2 separate regions of the Mus musculus genome follow, and region 2 is linked to region 1. A link is a contact called in public HiChIP or PLAC-seq data. All regions are on one chromosome and are shown on one strand. The core of a region is the stretch at or near the end of the contact, and the rest is flanking DNA. Distances in the headings are between cores, read along the strand shown. Region 1 overlaps Gfra1 (glial cell line derived neurotrophic factor family receptor alpha 1). Region 2 overlaps Ccdc172 (coiled-coil domain containing 172).

Region 1 (4,485 bases), core at 459-2,958:
ATAGGCATTTACTACTACAACCGATTTTACACTGGGAGGTGAAGGCTAGGGATCCAAGTGTGCCAGACAAGCACTTTACCAGATGTACTGGCTGGTTTTGTATATTAGCTTGACACAAGCTGGGGTTATCACAGAGAAAGGATCCTCCCTTGAGGAAATGCCTCCATGAGATCCAGCTGTAATTAGTGATCAATGGTGGGAGGGCCCATTGTGGATGGTGCCATCCCTTGGCTAGTAGTCCTGGGTTCAATAAGAAAGCAAGCTGAGCAAGCCAGGAGAAGCAAACCAGTAAGTAACATCCCTCTATGGCCTCTGCATCAGCTCCTGCTTCCTGACCTGCTTGAGTTCCAGTCCTGACTTCCTTTGGTGATGAATAGCAATGTGTAAGCTGAATAAACCCTTTCCTCTCCAACTTGCTTCTTGATCATGTTTGTGCAGGAATAGAAACCCTGACTAAGACACCAGATTTCATTGGATAATCAAGTCCTTTAATACTACATGGATTCTGGTGAGGTCCAAAGAACCAAAGGAGGGCCTGATTCATAGATAGGGCCACCTTCTTTTATGGGCATGCCCTGCCCCCCACATGTTCCTTCACAAAATCTCACTACCACCTATAAGCCAGGGGAACATGAAGACCAAGCATGAAGAACAAGTTTATGCTAGATGACTTCAAGACCCCAGGGGGAAAAATGTGTATTTCCTCCCTGCAAGGCTTCTACAAACACATGACAATTCCCTCTCCAAAGGATGCCACCTGTGGCCACCACTCTGGGACTCTAAGCAGGTGCTCCAGCCTCTCTTGCCTTGCGAGCTGGATGAGGAACCCTGGGTATGGAGAACTCTTCTTCCATACCCTCATAGGAAACCAGGTGTCTTGACACTAAAATCATGGTTAATGGCAGAATGGGACTCAGATAACAAGAACAGTAACACTTGAAGAACAAAAAGTAGTTCTTGCTGTTGTTTGCAGGCAGCCTTGTGTCCCACACGCTGCATTTCTTAGGTTTGTAGAAGGAAACCCCTAGGCTAAGATGTTAAACATTGTACTTAGCCACTGTGGTTAGTAAGGGATCCTATACAGGATCAGAGTTTTTCACCTAGGCTCAACATTGCCAGCCACATGGCTCTCATCTAAGGGTCTCTCCCAGGAAATCAGTTAGAGGTTACAGTAATCCAGGAGTTACACCAGTCTTGCCGATACCTGTTTGCCTATGCTTTATATAACATGATATTTCTTAAAAGTTACAGGAAAAGTAGTTACATGATCTCCCTGCCCACTGTCCAGAGACCATCTGCTGTTCAAGGGGATGCTTCAAGACTGTCATTATGATTATATTTCTATTTACAGCTAGCAGTGTGTTCCCTTTAATATGCTTTTCTCTGCATCAACCACCGTTGCTTAGGCTTCCTGACAGGCTCATGGCATTTGCCAGCCCTTTCTTCTTCTTTGAGGGTGGGTTTTTTTTTTTTCTGTGACAGAGGGTGATACGTTTCTACATTAGCGTCTATTCATTTCATTTTCATTTTCTCAGAGAAAAACAATCAGCGCTCATCACTGCTGTAGTCATGGAGATTTCCTGTCTCCAGAAGAAATCCAAACGTGGAGTTTCTTTGTTCGTCCTATGCTGGACATTTGCAGGTCCTTGGTTAGATCACAGCACTCCGGGCAGGGAGGGAAGCCACCGAAACCGATTACAGCATGACTCATAACCCAGTGTCAGCGGGGGAGGTGTGTGCGTGAGTGGTATCCAAGGGCTGCAGGAGCTGTTGTATACAGTAGGCACTCAGGTGGATAGTTGCTGGGCTGAGAGCCAGTGTTCCAGCCACCTATCAAAATGTGTCTTCTCAAGACGCATGTACTTGGGAGAGCCACAGCTGCAAACCCACCCTGTCTTTCCCACCACAACACTATTTTTTTGATGAGTTAGCCACACTCTGAGCCTCTCTGTAGCCTACCAGCTCTTTCCTGCTTGTTGACTGCCACCATTTTGGCACATTCTCTCCTTTTATATTTCTCCCTGCCCCTCAGTGCTTTGCTGTGATTCTTCTGGGAACATACCACACACACACACACACACACACACACACATACATACATACATACACACACTGTCCTCAGCTACATGCTTTGTGCCCCATTACTACCCAAGCAGTGTCCTAAGCAAATCTTTGCTGAACATCTGAGAGAGCTAAGCAAGAGTCTTTCTAACACACATCTCATTGTGTAGATGTGTCAGTTTAAAGTCCTTCCGCGGCTCCCGTGCCTTTAGGACAAAATCTAAAACTCAGTTTATTGAATATTTTCACTTTCAGGCTCACCTGCATCCCATCCTAGCTGAAATGCTTAGCAGAGCTCTTGGCGAGGTGTGTGCTTAGTGTAATGGTTGTGGGTCCTCTCTGGGGCTGGGGCTGGATGGATTGTGGCTATCCCCCAACCCTAGCCATGGAGTTTTATAACTTGGAAGGGTCCACACTGACCTTCTCCCAGCCTCAGGCTCCTCTTCTAGATAGCGGGGTCCACGCTACCAGTCAGTAAGGTTCTTGTGAGAGTTGAGAGCATGATGAACACAGAAACAAGCACCCAGCACATACAAACCCTTCATTACGGTTACCCTGGAATTACAGTAAACACAATAAGATGGAGGTGACCTCTGTGGGCCACACCCTCCTTTGCCTTTCCCTGACAAGTGTGCCCCTCCTTCTGTCTCAACCCTGGCAACATGACTTCTCTTAAGCCATTGTAGCCATGGGTTGAAAGCATTTGCAGCGGAGTTAGTGTGTAGTTTTAAAATCCAGGTTCTGTTGTGCCCTGTTTTCCTCTAGAATGAAGACTTATTTTTCTTAAGTATAAAATTAGGATTAGGGTATGAGGTGGGAGACTGGGCCAGGGAGATGATAGAAAGGGAGAGTGTGTGAGGGAAATGAGCCCAAACTAAGTGTTATAAAATACCACAGGGAAACCTGTTACTTTGCATGCTAATTAAAACATAATAAATAAATAAAATCAAAACTTAAAACAACAAAATATCTACCTCCTTAGAGGTTGCCAGGAAAAAACTAGGTCATTTGTAAAGCTGTATATTAAATTCTTCATTTGTCTTTGGTTTTACTTTTTTTTAGCAGGCTTTCTGAACAGCTTTCAAGGACTTTCTGTCCTCCTGGCAATTAGGAAGTAGAGGCAGGAGGATTGAACTTTAAGAAGTGGAGGCAGGGGGCTCAAGAGTTCAAGGTCATTCTTAGCTACAAATCCAGTTAAGGCCTGCCTGAGCTACTACGCAAGACCCTGTCTCAAATCAACAAAACAAACAAGAACTAGCCAAGGTATTTTCATAATCCTTTACCTGTTTCTTACGGCTTCTGGACAGATTAAGCTAAAGACAAGGTCTTTCTCATGATTATATCAGAAGCACCAAGACCTCAGCATTAGTCTCTGAGCTGGACCTGGTACCACAGCATTAGTCTCTGAGCTGGAACTGGCTAACAGCTTGACCCATGCACCTGGCCACTGGCACTCAACACCTGAGGTCTTAGAGGTGTGTGATGGGGAGAGATGTTACAGAGGAATAATTCCTCTATCTTTGGAAAATACTGAAGATTGGGCTGTAGCTGATGCCACAATGCTTTAGTTGGCAAGTAGAAGCCTGGCTCAGAGTGCCAAGATTGGACAGCCAAGACACAACTCTGGCTTTATCCATAGGACCAACCACATCAACATGTTTCTTCAACATGGTGTTCATTTATCATCCAAGAACAACCTGCTTTATAGCATTTGTTGATTAGCACAGTTTACTCTTATTGTGGTGTTTTCAAACTGATGCTCTAATGTCAAACAAGCAGTTCCCACAATTCCTCAGAATGGCTCCCCTATCCATAATGAGCTGCCTCCAGCACACTACTGTATGGAACTGTTACTTCATCTTCCGTTCTGTATAATGGCAGTCTCATCATATGACCACCTAGTCTCCAAGTGTGGGTGCGAAGAATAAATAGGTGTGGAACAGATCTGATAGAACCAGAAATGTGGATGCTGTAACAGCGACCTTGAACTCTTCGCCCATGATGCATTGGTCTTGTTACTAGGAACACAGAGTTTCCCTTTGGGGATTATTGGTCTCATTAACAAAAGAATTAAAAGCAGATTCAGAAGGAAGCTTGAGGACATCATTATTTGCGTTTAAGAGGGAACAGAACAACACAAATTAGGTGAAAATCCTGGCCACTGCCTGAAGGAAAGGTGCAGGAAATCATACCATTTAAGTTAGACAAGGAATACATTTAAAGTTAAAAGGACTCCCAGGAATGGAAGGGAAATTGAGCTGAGAAAAAGATCTCTCAAACCACCCTCCCGTGCACTGACTGTGTGGTCTTCCATTGCTCCCCACTCCGTATTCCATAGCTGCTCTTGGGGCACATGTTCCTCTTGTTGGATAATCCTGTGTAAAGTGGGGGGTCGGGGGGCTTCTTGCTCCTCGGAACACTAGC
Region 2 (4,156 bases), core at 1,147-3,646, 250 kb before region 1:
TTAAATATATTTTATGTAATTCCTTTCATTTACTTATTTGGGGGGTGTGTGTAAGTTTTGGTGTGACTGTACTGTGGCACACATGTGAAGGTCGGGGGACAACTTGCAGGAGCCAGTTCTCTCCTTCCACGGCTGGTTCCAGGGACTGAAAGATCATCAGATTTGATGGCGACACCTTTATCCACTGAGTCCTCTCATTGGCTCAAATGTATTTTCTTCAAAATGTCAACTCAGGACTAGTCACATCTCCAAATTGCCCTGTAATCATAACTGCTGCTTGGCTTGTTGACTTTGACTTAAGATAAAAAGATTAGCAATATCTTTTCAGCCATGCCCATAAGTATGCCTAGAAGTATAAAACTTCTCTGCTAACCAGGAGCATTAAAAGTGGGTCTCAACACCAGAGTGGTTAAAAGCAGTGGTACTGCTTCTCTTGGGCCCATCCAACTGCAGATAGTTCCCACATTACATCCTCAAGTCTCCCATCCAGGACAAGTCTTTCCAGCTGTACTGCTCTCCTGGCTGGCTTCAAACAGCCCTTAAGACTTGTTGTTTGAATAGTACTGTCAGCTGATACGGGTACAGATAACTTTGTCAAAGTGAAGCTGCACATACTGAAACGCCTTTGACACAGTTAGATTGCTGACTGAGATGTTTCTCAGTGGCTGGAGACTTACGCAGGCTTGGAGCAGTGTGTCCCGCTCGCTGATAATCTCACTGAGCTGTCTCTCTAATGCGTTTTCATGGGTTTTCAGAAGCTCTAAGAGGAAAGATTTCTCAGACAACTGCTGAACCTTCAAAAGGAAAATACAGAAATCAGAACGAAGCAAATGGATACAGATCTGAGGGCTCAGTTAATTGAACAGGCCTGCAATTGTTACATACGACTCCCTGCATGCACTGCTCTAAGTGACTGCCGGTCCTGAGCTCAGTGTCCTCACAGCTTACAGAGTAGACAGACTCTGGGCTCCTGAGGGGCACAGCTGGTTTCTTTTTCCTCCCACATTCAGCACAAGTGTTAGCTGAGTACTGCAGCATCTGACCATGCACACTGAAGCCCACGTCTGGACAGCTTGTTTCAAGGAGCAGGCTTCTAGTCTCACAACTTAGAAAGAATCAATCGCTGTGACCACCAAACATGGGAAAATCTCTACAGCCCAGACCCAGGTTTATGACGTTAACTATGCATAAAGTAGACGTAAATTTGGCTAAATATCCCAAATACATTTTGAGAACCCAACCTTTGAATTTTACCCATTTACTCAGGGGTCTTATTTTTAGAGGCTCAGTGGTAGGTAGCAAGGTCAGCACTGGCAGGTGGCTGAAAGCTAAGGAAGCGAAATCCATCCTTGCCTCTTGCAGGCATTCACCCAACAGATCCTTACAAACAGGATCAGAGACCACCATCTCCCCCTCCCTCCCAAAAATTTAACTTTTGTGCCCCATTTTATTCTAAAGAGCAAAAGATTTCATAAGCACCGATATTATTTCATTTGGACTTTAAAAACAGTTCCTTCTGAGACAAAGTCAGAATGAAAGGCCAAGAAACTAAAATAGTTTGTCTGCAGCATTCAGTACTGGTCCTCATGACAGTGTGTTACCTCCAGCTTGGGGCTGTTCTCATCTCTACAGAGAAAAGAAAAATGATATAAATTCAACTTAAATTGCAGAAAGCAAGATTTATGTTAGTTATAAGAACTTCCTCAAGGTGAGAGACGGGTTGTGAAATCTGTGTCCCAGAAGACACTGAGCAGTAAAGAGCCTGGGAGCAGTCTATTCCAGAGCCACGGGGTTGGCTTCAAAGACATTTTGAAATATTACAGCTAGTAAGTCCTAGGAATACTGGCATTTAGAAAAAAATAGCTGACGTGAAATAGAAACACGATCTTCCATTTCTATAAGGTGTAGCACAGCCGCCCGACCTGGGTCCTGGGTGCAGTTCCCATCAACCGTATCTGAAGACACAGACACAGATAAAGACATACATTTGCATGACTGAGGTAATGCCTGAAACCCCCGGGAGGACAGTGAGGGGCTTCGTGTCCCTGATGCAGAATCAGGAAATGCAGTTTCCAGACTTTAACGTCACACGCAAGGCAGCAGGGCAGACAAGGAAAGGATCAAAGCAGCCCCTCATTTGTTCAGTGTAAGAACACGACGACGCTTCATTGCTGTTATACAAAGGAGACTAAGATCAGCCCACAAGTTCAAGATTTTATAAAGGACGTTTAATTGATTAGGGGTAAGCATGGGGTTAAAATCCAGGTCTCTCAGCATCCTTCTTGCTAAATCACGGCATTAAAATGGAAATGCTAAAGCTGCCTCTGAGTAATTCTGATAATAAAAAGAACTTCAGCACCACTGCCCATAACAATGCTTCAGACACAGATGAGTCAGCAGTGCCCAGCCGTGTGACACTGTGACTCAACAGTGTCTCAGACACAGATCACGTTGGAAAACTGTACACGTGAGTTACCAAAAAAAAAAAAAAAAAAAAAAAAGAGAGAAAAAATGGCAAATGAGTCTCGTATTTTCCTTAAGTGTCCTGGACTAAGGGGCGGGCACTCAGGCTGCAGGCTCTGGTTAATGTGCTAATAGTACACATTCAGGATTGACATTCTTGACTTCTGTTTCTGATACGGATTCTCAGAAAACAGAGGGTGGAAGGAAAAGAACCAACTGCACAAAGTCGTCCTCTGAGCTCCACACACTCACAGCCACACCCACCCATGCTTACTCACTCACTTTCTCCTTCACACAGACACACACACACACACACACACACACACGCACTTTTTTTAACACTCGTGACAACCAAGGGGAAAGCACAACAGAGGAAGTGGGAGAAGGTGGAAAGTCACTGCCCCGAAGGGAGATGGGCTTCCTACATGCCGCCTCCCAGTGCTATGGTCATCAATGGGTCAGGGTACAGATGAGGTGACACTGAAATTGGGTGACCTGGCTCTATTCTTTATTAGAACTTAAGAGACAAGCACTTGGCTTTGCCTGGTTCTTTGCTACGTGTAAGTTTTGCCTTCAGGAGCAACAGCTTAATCCCAGGTGTGGGGTATGGGCGGCAGACTGTCCACAGCAGCTGACTATGATTTGCCTCCTGCTCTGGTGGGGATGTGATCTTTCCAGCTGCAAACAGTTTCTGCAATTGTGTGATGTTGGGAATTTTGGGAACATTTCAGAGTGTATATAGATGCTAGGATCCTGAGAGATAAGGTGAAATGTTGGTGGGTTTTTGGCTGGTTGCTGTTGGTTGTGATCTGTTAAGTAGTTGTACACAAAGAAACAAGAAGAACTGAGATGTTCTGATGGCAGAAATGACCCATGCCCCCAGGACCTCAAGGCTGTACTCAGCAGGAAGCCGTCTAATGATGACTTCGACCCCTCACTGACCCTGGCTTTATTCAGGGATCTCTTCCTTCACTCTCCATCCTTTTTTCTCTTGTTTAGTGTTAGGAAATTGAAAGGGTGGAAGAAAGAAGAACCCACAAAGTAACCAGAGTCCAGCTACATATAATCCTGACTTACTCACAGGATGAGTGTACTACTCACTCACAGAATTACTGTCTTGCAGACGTCTTACCTCTGCTTTGTTACAAGATAACAGCCAAGGAGGGATCTGATAGGGAAATACTGTAAAGCCACAAACTGTACTGTGTGAGAAATGATTTCAGACGTATCAAGTTTGAGCTGAGACACTAACATGCCTATGGCAGTGTGAGCCGTTTAGTCTACAGTAAACAGAAACTAAAGAAATTATTGACTCTGTCTCCTAAATTGCTCCTGACCTCAAGAGACAGCATGCAATATAAAGAAAGGGGTGGGAAGTTCCTAATGGCAGGAACACAGATTTCTCTTTCTTACCTCTGTCTGTTTCCTGACTGAAAATGAAAATATTTGTATAAAGCCTTAATGTTGCATTCTAGACCCAAATGGCCAACCTTTGTCAGAAAGTGTCACTGTTTTGGTACAATTTAGCTTACAGCAGTGCCATCTCCCTTGTTAAGTCTGCCTCTTTCAGTATTAAAGGCTTCCCCACCCCTGCTCATTCCTCTTGGATACTGAGCTGACTTATCTGGTGGCTAGGTCTGTGGTCAACAGAGCTGCTATCCATGGCTCTTCACTGCTTTGTTGCCTGCATGCC

Evidence for each region. HiChIP or PLAC-seq counts read pairs in DNA pulled down with a chosen protein or histone mark.
Region 2: an HNF4G HiChIP or PLAC-seq map of pancreatic cancer cells shows a contact between it and region 1. The contact joins two enhancer-like sites. A contact is called at or near these places in 3 of 39 promoter capture datasets (the C10 cell line, liver and pre-B cells) and 2 of 115 datasets of contacts at active chromatin or transcription factors (embryonic stem cells and pancreatic cancer cells).

The regions. Positions count from the first base shown.
Region 1 is chr19:58,272,719-58,277,203 of GRCm38.p6, reverse strand. The region is part of intron 6 of Gfra1 (glial cell line derived neurotrophic factor family receptor alpha 1); the gene reads left to right. Among named protein-coding and RNA genes, the nearest start is that of Gm46650, 20 kb to the left of the region's middle. Within about 2 kb of position 1,708, at least 12 of the 459 cell types and tissues checked have an H3K27ac peak or open chromatin away from gene starts, as enhancers often do. A contact at or near this core is called in pancreatic cancer cells, where this site is marked.
Region 2 is chr19:58,522,486-58,526,641 of GRCm38.p6, reverse strand. Ccdc172 (coiled-coil domain containing 172) reads right to left here. Exons shown (of 9, transcript NM_029372.3): 4 at 678-794. Among named protein-coding and RNA genes, the nearest start is that of Ccdc172, 13 kb to the right of the region's middle. Within about 2 kb of position 2,396, at least 72 of the 459 cell types and tissues checked have an H3K27ac peak or open chromatin away from gene starts, as enhancers often do. A contact at or near this core is called in pancreatic cancer cells, where this site is marked.